Regions from separate parts of the Mus musculus genome. Here region 2 is linked to region 1. A link is a contact called in public promoter capture Hi-C data. All regions are on one chromosome and are shown on one strand. Each heading gives the region's core, a stretch centred on a gene start, on an enhancer-like site or on the middle of the called end of the contact. The rest is flanking DNA. Distances are from core to core; before and after follow the strand shown.

Region 1 (4,963 bases), core at 1,467-3,966:
GCTACATAGTAAGTGAATCTCAAAACAACATTAAAAACAACAACAACAAAACCCCTAGCAATTCTACATGCAGTATTCACTTACTGATTTAGTATGTGGGTGTGTATCCGCACGAGCTGCTGCAGTCACCCATATGTGAATGCCGAGGTCAAAGGTAATGTTGGGTGTTTTCCTCTGTCACCCCCCTCATTTTTTGAGACAGAGTCTCATTGTAGCGCTGGCCAGTGAACTCCAGTGTCCTCCACTATCCACTTCTGCCTCCATGCTGGGTTTATAGATGATTTCCTGAGTGTATTTGGGGGTCTGAACTGCCCCATGTTTGCATGACAAACACTATTCGCTGAGACATCTCCAGCACATCAAGCACATACATACATACCTGAGTGTGTGCAATTCATTTTGACAGTCTCCTGTGTAGCACTAGGTTGCCCTGGAAAACCCCTATATAGGTTAGGCTAGCCTCTATATATGCATACCTGTGTGTGTGTGTGTGTGTGTGTGTGTGTGTGTGTGTGTGTGTGTGTGTGTGTGGTTTCTGACAGAGTCTCCCTATGTAGCACTGTGTTGCCCTGGAAACTCCCTAGAGTAGGCTAGCCTCCCTTTTTGTGATCTTTGCCTCTCCCAAGTGCTGGGATTGAGGGTTTACACTACCGTACCCAAATGCAGAAGTACATACAATCATTCATACATGCACACACACATATGGCTGGCTTCAAATTTGTGGCAATCTTTCTGTCTTTGCCTCTTGGGTGCAGAGATTATGTGTATGTACCAACATAAACATTTTTTTTAAGACAGGGTCTTGATAAAAATGTAGCCCAGGCTGGCCTTGAACTTTCAATTATTCTTCCCTATCCTCTGGAGTGCCAGGTTTATAGGTGTGTGTTTTGGGAAAACAGACTTAGCAAAGCAGGTAGGAATTGGGCACGATGGAGCATGCCTGAAATACTGATACCTGGGAGGTAGAAACAGGGCACTCAGAAGTTCAAGACTGGGTTGCCAAGTTGACTCAGTGAGTAAAGACCAGCCGGGCGTGGTGGCACATACCTTTAATCCCAGCACTCAGGAGGCAGAGGCAGGCTGATTTCTGAGTTTGAGGCCAGCCTGGTCTACAAAGGGAGTTCCAGGACAGCCAGGGCTACACAGAGAAACCCTGTCTCGAAAAAAGACACTTGCCACCAAGCTTGACAATCTGAATTTGATCCCTGGGACCCAAGTGCTATAGCACATGTGAAATCCCCACAAAATTAATTGATTGATTAACTGATTATTGATTAATTAAATTAGGAAAAATATTAGCCAGTTGGTTGGTAGTGGTGCACACCTTAAATCTCAGCACTCTGGAAGACAGAGGCAGATGGATCTCTGAGTTCCAGGCCAGCCTGGACTACAGAGTGAGTTTCAGGACAACTGGGGCTACACAGAAATAAAACAAAAACCAAAAAAATTATTTTAAGTTCAAAACTAGGGAATAGAGAGATGGCTCAATGGTTAAGAGCACCCACTGATCTCATAGAGGAGCCAGGTTTGGTTCCCAATACCCATTTGGCAGTTCGCAAGTGTCTGTCACTCTGGTTCCAGGGGATCCCATGTCCTGGCTTCTGTGGGCATGTGTGTGGGATGCGCAGCATGCACTCGGACATGCTACACATAGAAAAAAAATCAACGTTTGGTTTTATATACACATATATAATATATATTATATATATGACAAGTACACTGTATCTGTCTTCAGACACACCAGAAGAGGACATCGGATCCCATTACAGATGGTTGTGAGCCACCACGTGGTTGCTGAGAATTGAACTCAGGACCTCTGGAAGCCATCTCTCCAGCCCCCAATGTTTGGTTTTAAAGAGTAAAGAGTTGAAGACTGCCCTCTTCTACATGCAGACTTTGATGCAGCTTGGCCTACATGAGACCCTGGGTATTTTTGTTTGTTTTTGCCAACAAAATATGGTTTGTTTGTTTTTTAAAGGCAGGTTGATTTGGGTAAGATGACACAACTGAACTCCTAGCTACTCAGGAAGCTGGTACAGACTGATTGCTTGAGCACAGAAGTTTGAGGCTAGCCTGGGCAACAAAGCCAGACACTGTCTTAAACCTGCAAACATCTCTAGCAATAAAAGGCAGATGGAGCAATTTCTGCCCCATCCTGGACTTGAAGCCCTTTCTGTCCCTGCCTGGCTGCCCTCACTGTGTGGGATAGATGTCCAGAGTCTATTTTACAGGCAGAGGTCGGAACCAGAGGGGACGTCCCTGTCAGAGGGCTCCTCCCTGGTCTGCTTCCCATGAAGAAAAGAGTGGAACTGGCAGTTTGCCTCTGGAGCTGTGTCTGGAGACTGGGGAATGGCTATGGTGACCCTAGCTGAGCTGGGGCCTCCAAAGCCAGCTGTTAAAGGAGTAGGGGAGGAGCCCCCTGTGCTTACCTGTGTGAGCATAAGTGGACCAGGGTCTGCTGGGGAGTGGAGGGTGATGGAGGAGGGGCTATGCAGGGACTGAATAAGGCAAAGGTGGTTTGGGCCAAGTCAGGGACTCTGGGCATCTCAGTGTTTGCAGATACCCTGCCATGAAAACTCCTTCCTAATCCTGGTGAAAAAGGAAGAAGGCTTCAAGCTAGCCAGGGGCCCCCTGAGGCCTTGGGGGGTGGAGGGGAAAAAAGCAAGACAGAAATAGAAACGGAGCCAGAGGGAGGAAGCTGGTCTGGGCAGAGAGGGTGGGAGGCAAGGACAGCAGCACTGGAGAACTTCAGGCCAGGCAGATCCCTTACACTGGCCCAGTATACATGTCATTTATGAAGATCCCTGTGTGCACAGTGCTCCCACCAGCTGGGCTCTGTGCTCACATACCCCACCTAATATGCAAGTCAGTATATCATAGAACCCAAGGCACTACACATGACACCCAGGAAAGGTCATTACTGCTGTAAGAAGCAGGGGCACAATATATAGCTCTGATTGCTCTGTCACTCAAGGACTGATAAAGCTTTACTGAGTATGTGCCATGTGCTTGGCCCAGGATAGAAGCTTTCATGATGAATAAAATATACAAACTGCTAGGCCCGATGGCAAAGCCTGTAATCCAGCACTTGGGAGGCAGAGGCAGGAGGATCTCAAATTCCAGGCCACTCAAGGACACAGTAAGACCCTGTCTCAAAAATAAAGGCCGCAAAGAAGAAAATGGCCCTGGTAGAACATGTGTATGATCCCAGGATTCAGGAGACTGAGGCAGGAGGATCAGAGGTTTGTCATTATAAGTTTAAGGTCAGCCTGGACTAATTATTTCTCTTCCTCAATATACCAAAAAAAAAAAAAGTTTCCATTTGCTTTCTTCTTTCCTGCTGACTTTATTGGTACAATAAAGACCTGTAGGTTCTGCACCCATTCTGTGACCATGCAGCATTAAGCTTAGGATTTAAAGCTATCATTCTGAGGAAGGTAGAGAAAAACACAGAAAATTTGTCTGTGACAAACTTCTAAATTCCAAATATAGTCATATATAGTGATATAACCGAATGGTATTTTTATTAATTTTTATTTTATGTATATGGGTGTTTTCCTGCATGTCCATCTGTGTACTATGTCTGTGGTCTGTGCCAGAGAAGGCCAGAAAAGGAACCGGGGTTACTGGTGGTTGTGAGCTGCCATGTATGTACTGGGAACGGAACCTGGACCCTCTGGAAGAGAAGCCAGTGCTCATAAATATTAAGATACCTCCAGCTCCATAATAGAATGTTTTAAATATTTGACATATTACCTGTCTTTTCTTATCATCTCCCCTTGTCCTTAGCATCTCACTGTGTAACCTGTCTAACCAAAAGTTCCTGTGTAGTCCAGGTTGGCCTTGAACTCACTCAGAAACCCACCTGCCACTGCCTCAAAAGTGCTGGGCTTAAAGCACCCACTGCCATGCCAGGCTTTCTTCTCTTTTTAAAGATTTTTAGACAAGATCTTGTGTAGCCAAGGATTAAACTCATGATCCTTTTGCCTCTACCTCTAAAGTGTTGTGATTATAGGCACAAGTCACCGTGCTTGTACATTCATTCATTCATTCATTCATTCATTTCTTTATGCACTCATTCATTGTGTATGCATCTGGTGCATGTGGACGACAAAACAATTTGCGTTGTTCGTTTTCTCCTTTCTTCCATGCACTCCCTGGGATTGAACTCAAGTTATCAAGCTTAGTGACAAATGCCTTTATCTGCTGAGCCATCTCACCAGCTAGTTCTGTCTATCTATCTATCTATCTATCTATCTATCTATCTATCTATCTATCTATCTATCTATCTATTTATCTATCTATTTATCTATCTATTTATCTATCTATCTATCCATCCATCATCTATCTATCCATCTATCCATCCATCTATCCATCATCTATCTATCTATCCATCTATCCATCCATCTACCCATTATCTATCTATCTATCTATCTATCTATCTATCTATCTATCTATCTATCTATCTATCTATCTATCATCTATCTATCTATCATCTATCTATCTATCTATTTATCCTCTATCATCTATCTATCCATCTATCATCTATCCATCTATCATCTATCCATCTATCATCTATCCATCTATCATCTATCTAGCCATCTACCTTTATATCAATTTTTTTTGTTTTGTTTTGCTTTCCAAGACAGGGTCTTTCAATACAGCCCTGGCTGTCCTGGAACTCACTGTGTAGATCAGGATCTCCTAGAACTCACAGGGATCTGTTGAAGTTATGCCTGGCTCTGCTTCCCAGACTCATGCTCCCAGAAATAAGACTCAGACTCAAAGTATATTTACAAATACCTTGGTCATATAGCTAGGCTCTTCTCTGACTAGATCATAACTAAAGATAACCCATTTGCTTTAACCTCCATCCTGCCACGTGGCTGGTTACCTGTGCTCAGGGACCATGTGCCCGTCTCCTCACGTCTTCCTGGGCAGATCTCCCTGTGCCTGGCTCTAT
Region 2 (4,963 bases), core at 1,538-4,037, 250 kb after region 1:
TGGTGGCAATAGATAGATAGATAGATAGATAGATAGAGGCCACCTGAGCATGCAGGTTGACATTTGTCTTTCTGGCCACTCTCAGCTGGTTGGAGTATCTCCTTTGCGATAGTCTCTTTTGTCACTGCCTGCCATCACCCTGGAGACTGCCTCTTGGTAGACTAGCGAGATCTTTTGGATCAGGCAGGCCTCACCATTGAACGGATGCTGCTGCCTCTACTTTCTAAGCTCTGCAATCTGAGCTCACAGGCGGGAGCCGCCAGGGCCTGTTTATTCAGTGTTGGGAGTGGAACCCAGGGCTTTGTGCACGAAAAGCAAACGCCCTTCCAAATGTGCCACATGCTTGGTTTCCGTGTCTTTTTCTTTTCTCCATTTCAACCCTTTTCGCTCAGAGCCCAGATGTCTTCACTTCTGCTTTCCCCCACTTCACTCTGCAGGTGAGTGTTCGTGTAGCTGAGCACTCTCGATGAAGTCCGTACAAACTACCCTAGTTGAAAGGGTCTTGCTTATGTGTTGTTTATGATAATGTTACACACTTGGCTCCACAAACAAGAGGCCTGCAGGGGAAAAAGTCCCTGTTTCATTTCCAGCTACAGACACCATCCAGTCTGGCCCTCACTAGTGCTTGGGGCTACGGCCCTTACCAGCACGCTCGGTTGATGTGGGGCTGGGGACTGAACCCTGTGCCTTGTGCATGCTAACCAAGCACCTGATTGACAAGATAAGGTCACATATAATACAGGCTGGCCCAAAACTCAGTAGCCCCACTAGCCTTCAATTTCACCATCCCTCTGCCTCCACTTGCACAGTGGTGGGATCGCAGGCATGCAGCACCCCCACCCCCAGCTGCTTTAGCCTATTTATAGCTTCCATGTCATAAGTGTGGAGCACCACCCCCACGCTGCTGGGAACACCACCATACTGCTGGGAAGACTTCCTAGTTTACACTGGGCGATACTCCTCGTCTCCCTTACACTAGCTACAGTGAAGCTTTCTAGAGCTTGCAGGCAAGTGAATTTTAACCCAGTTAATCCATCAAAACTCTCCCCTGAATGACGGCTGTGACTTTCTTCCCTAAAGCTCCCCATCCTGCGTGAGCCACAGGAGCAAACTCTGTGGGCATCCTTAAATACACACTCACGAACTCAGCATGGCCGCAGAAGCCCGAAATCACCGTGCTCAGAAGACAGAGGCAGGAGGATGGTGAGTTCGAGGCCAGCCCGGGCTACGGAGAGTGAGAAGGGTTTTAAAATAAAATAAGTAAGAGGCTAAGATGGTAGCTCAGTTGGTGAAGTGCTTGCTGCACAGGGATGAGTATCTTAGTCTGGCTCCCTAACACGCTTATAAAAAGCAAAGTGTGGCCACATCAGTCACCACAGCCCTGACTCAGTGAAAGACAAAAGGATCCCTGGGACTTCCAGATTGTTTGAGAGACCCTGTTCCAGAAAAATAAAGTGTATGCCTAGCAAGATGGCTCAGTATATGACGGAGCCTGCCCGACACCCGAGTTCAATCCCCAGAACCCACCGCTGAAGGAAAGATGACCTCTGACCCACACACATGCAACGACACTCCCATGCATGTGTTGCACCTACACACAATAAAAACACATAAAAAAATAAATAAGTACATAGATAAATAATGAAAAGTGATTGACAAAGACCCTGGAAAAGACTGGAGAGATGGCTCAGTGGTTAAGAGCGTTGACTGTTTTTTTTACAGAGAACCTGAGTCTGGTTTCTGCAATAGCTCACAGCCATTTGTAACTCCAAGGCTCACAGCACCCCTGCCTGCCTCTGTGGATACTGCATGCATGTGGTTCACATAGGCACAGGAAGGCAAACACTCATATACATTGTCTTGGTTAGGGTTTCTATTGCTACAATGAAACACCGTTACCAAAAAACAAGTTGGGGAGGAAAGAGCTTATTTGGCTCATACTTCCACATTGCTGTTCATTATTGAAAGAAGTCAGGACAGGAACCCAGACAGAACAGGGACCTGGAGGCAGGAGATGATGCAGAAGCAGTGGAAGGTTGCTCCTTATGGCTTGCTCAGCCTGCTTTCTTATACAACCCAGGACTACCAGTCCAGGGACAGCACCGCTCATAATGGGTTGCTCCCCCCCCCCAATCAATCACTAATTGAGAAAATGCCCTACAGCTGGATCTCATGGAGACATTTTCTTAACGGAGGCCCCTTCCTCCCCGATGACTCTTAGTTGTGTCAAGTTAACACACAAAACCACCCAGTACACACACAAAATGAAAATAAATAATACATCTAAAATAATAACAATAGCTGAGAAGTACTGTTATCTGCCTTGGAGCCTATCACTCAAGAGGCAGAGGCAGGGGGATCTTTGTGAGTTTCAGGCCAGCCTGATCTACATAGTGTTCCTGGATAGCTACATAGTGGGTGGGAGATGGGTGGTGGTGGTAGTGAATATATAAGTAAATAAATAAATTTAAGGAGTCATGGGGGGGGGGCGTCGCTGATCTTCCTGGAGGGGAAGGGTTCGCTTAAGCTGAACAGCTGAGTAGCGATTGCTGCGGAGCCCGCGTGTTGAACGGTTCTGCTAAAGACGGATTCTGCTTCCAAGAACCGATCCTGTCTCTGCTTTCATTCTCTGGTTTCAAATCTGCGGTCAGAGCCACAGCTGAGCCTTTCGCTAGGGACCAAAGAATTTACCCTGACGACGGTGTTAGGAAAAGCTGCCTGGGGCGGAAGAGTGGGGCGGGGCGGGTCTCAGGGAAGGGGGCAGGGGAGGTGCCCGGGGTGTCCACCAGGGGATTGGCAGCCACGTTTCAGGGACAGGCGGCCTAGCTCGGCGGCCCTGGGCCGGGCTCACTCAGGCTGCAACGTTGCCCGGTGGCCCCGGGATCCTGAGCATAGAAGAAGACGGTCCACTAGGACCCCAGATCACGGGGCTGACTTCCCGGACCTCGGGTTACTCTTCGACTGCCTCCAGCGCCGGGTAGGGATTGGATCTTCCCCGCCAACTCAGAGCAGGCCGCCCGGTGAGCTCCCGGACAGGTACGGACCTGGGATGGGACTCGAGGGTCGTGTCCAAACCAGCGGCTGGAGCAGTCTGGAGAATGGAGGAGTCTCTCCACTGGCTCTGTGTGCCCCTCCCCGCCCCCAACCCACCCCACCCCAGGGACGCAGTCTCCAGGAGTCTGTACATCGTTTCCCAGACTCTTCCCTTATGCAGTGCACTCTTACACTGAGCTAGCTGTACACGTGCAAGTTGCAAAGCTACAAGTCCCACTGAGAAGACTTTACATTCCGTGTGTGTGTGTGTGTGTGTGTGTGTGTGTGTGTGTGTGGTTTTTCTTTTTCTTTTCTTTTGTACCTCTGACTGGCCTTGCTATGTAGCCCAGCCTGGCCTTGTACTCAGAGATCCCCCTGCCTCTTCCTCTTCAGTACTGGGACTAAACCCGTGCGCAGCCACACCCTACTATTTTTTACTAACATTTAAGATAGCATACAAAGTAGTGGGCTTCATTTCCCACGTTTCATACATACTTTGTTTTTATGGAACTAGGTCTACCGGGTCGATGGTGGCAGGAAAAAGTGCCTGCCGCCAAGCCTCCTGGTGATTCTCAAGACTCAGAGTTAAAGGCGAGAATGGAGACCCACGTGTTGTCCTCTGACCCACACACTAACACGCATACACATCAAACACTTGCGCAACAATAACATCTTACTTTTTATTTAAAATCAAATTTAAAAAAAAAAAAGAAGAAAAGGTTCTCCCAGCACCCCCTCTCGCAGCTCTACCCATGTCCCAAATAGCCAACCGAAAAGGGGGAAAAGAAATAGCCAGCCCAGACCAACATGTAGGCCCTGGGCCGCGGCTGGATCACTCTGGCTGGCAGCCCCTTTGCAGAATGCGTGCTTCAGGGTCTCAGGCTGTTTCCTGACTTAGCTACATTGATGCATTTCAGCTGTGTTTATTCCTTTCCGTGTAACGTTTGTTCTTCTGAGTTCATTTCTTCAGTTTATTCCACTCCCTGTCTTGGAAGTATAAATAACACAAATCTGATTTTAGTGGTTTGTTTTGTTTTGTTTTGTTCTGTTTTTCGCCAGTAGCCCTGGCGGTCCTGGAACTCGTTCTGTAGACCAGGCTGGCCTCGAACTCAGAGCCTGCCTCTGCGCAAATCTGATTTTAAACAATGACCGTGTGCTGACTAGTTTTATGTCAAATTGACACAAGCTAACATCACTTGGGAAGAGGGTCCCACAACTGAACAGATGCCCCCATCAGTTTGGCCAGTAGTACATTTTCTTAATTAGTGATTGATGTGAGAGAGCCCAGTCCTTTCTTTTGGGTGGTTTTGCCCCTGGGCTGGTGGTCCTGGGTTCTATAAGGAAGCAGTTTGAGCAAGCCCTGAGAAGCAAACCAGTAAGCAGCCATCCTCCATGGCCTCTGCATCAGCTCCTGCCTCCAGATCCCTGCCCTGATTTCTGGATAATGAACTACAGGCTATGCACTAAAATAAACCCTTTCCTCCCAAAGGTGCTATTGGTGTTTTTTTCACAGCTATAGAAAATCTAACGAAGACAAATTATCTAAATGTCCTAAGAGAATACCAGCAAATAGACCAGTCAGAGGGACAGAATTTATATGAAGACAAAGGGTTCCTTAAAGGAGCACCCACCTTCTATGCAATCAGTTAAAATAGCAATGGGTTTACTTTTCAAAATATGTAATTTGTACACGTGGGGAGATGGCCAAATCCATAAAGCATTTACCTGGCAAACACAGGGACCTGAGTTCAGATCCCCAGCACCCACAAAAAAAGCCAAAGCAAGATGAGCACGCAGATAAACCCAGGAAGAGGGGATGGGGGGGTTGTCTCTGGAGCTTACTCACTATCCAGGTTAGCCAGGTCCATGCGCTCCAACAGAAAACAGCTGGAGAGCATGGGAAGGGTGCTTAAGCTGGACTTCCAGCCGC

What was found. Promoter capture Hi-C pulls out the DNA fragments that hold promoters and counts their contacts.
Region 2: a promoter capture Hi-C map of the HPC-7 cell line shows a contact between it and region 1. The contact joins the promoter of Fbxo17 here to the enhancer-like site in region 1. A contact is called at or near these places in 24 of 39 promoter capture datasets (the 3T3-L1 cell line, 3T3-L1-derived adipocytes, the C10 cell line and 15 more), 5 of 484 Hi-C or Micro-C datasets (CD4 T cells, the G1E-ER4 cell line, bone marrow-derived macrophages and 2 more), 10 of 115 datasets of contacts at active chromatin or transcription factors (bone marrow-derived macrophages, craniofacial prominence, embryonic forebrain and 4 more) and 3 of 9 other capture datasets (adipose tissue, liver and pancreatic islet).

Annotation. Positions count from the first base shown.
Region 1 is chr7:28,468,670-28,473,632 of GRCm38.p6, forward strand. No RefSeq gene overlaps it. Among named protein-coding and RNA genes, the nearest start is that of Lrfn1, 19 kb to the left of the region's middle. Within about 2 kb of position 2,717, at least 2 of the 459 cell types and tissues checked have an H3K27ac peak or open chromatin away from gene starts, as enhancers often do. A contact at or near this core is called in the HPC-7 cell line, where this site is marked.
Region 2 is chr7:28,714,003-28,718,965 of GRCm38.p6, forward strand. It overlaps Fbxo17 (F-box protein 17), which reads left to right and starts at 2,788. Exons shown (of 7, transcript NM_015796.2): 1 at 2,788-3,036.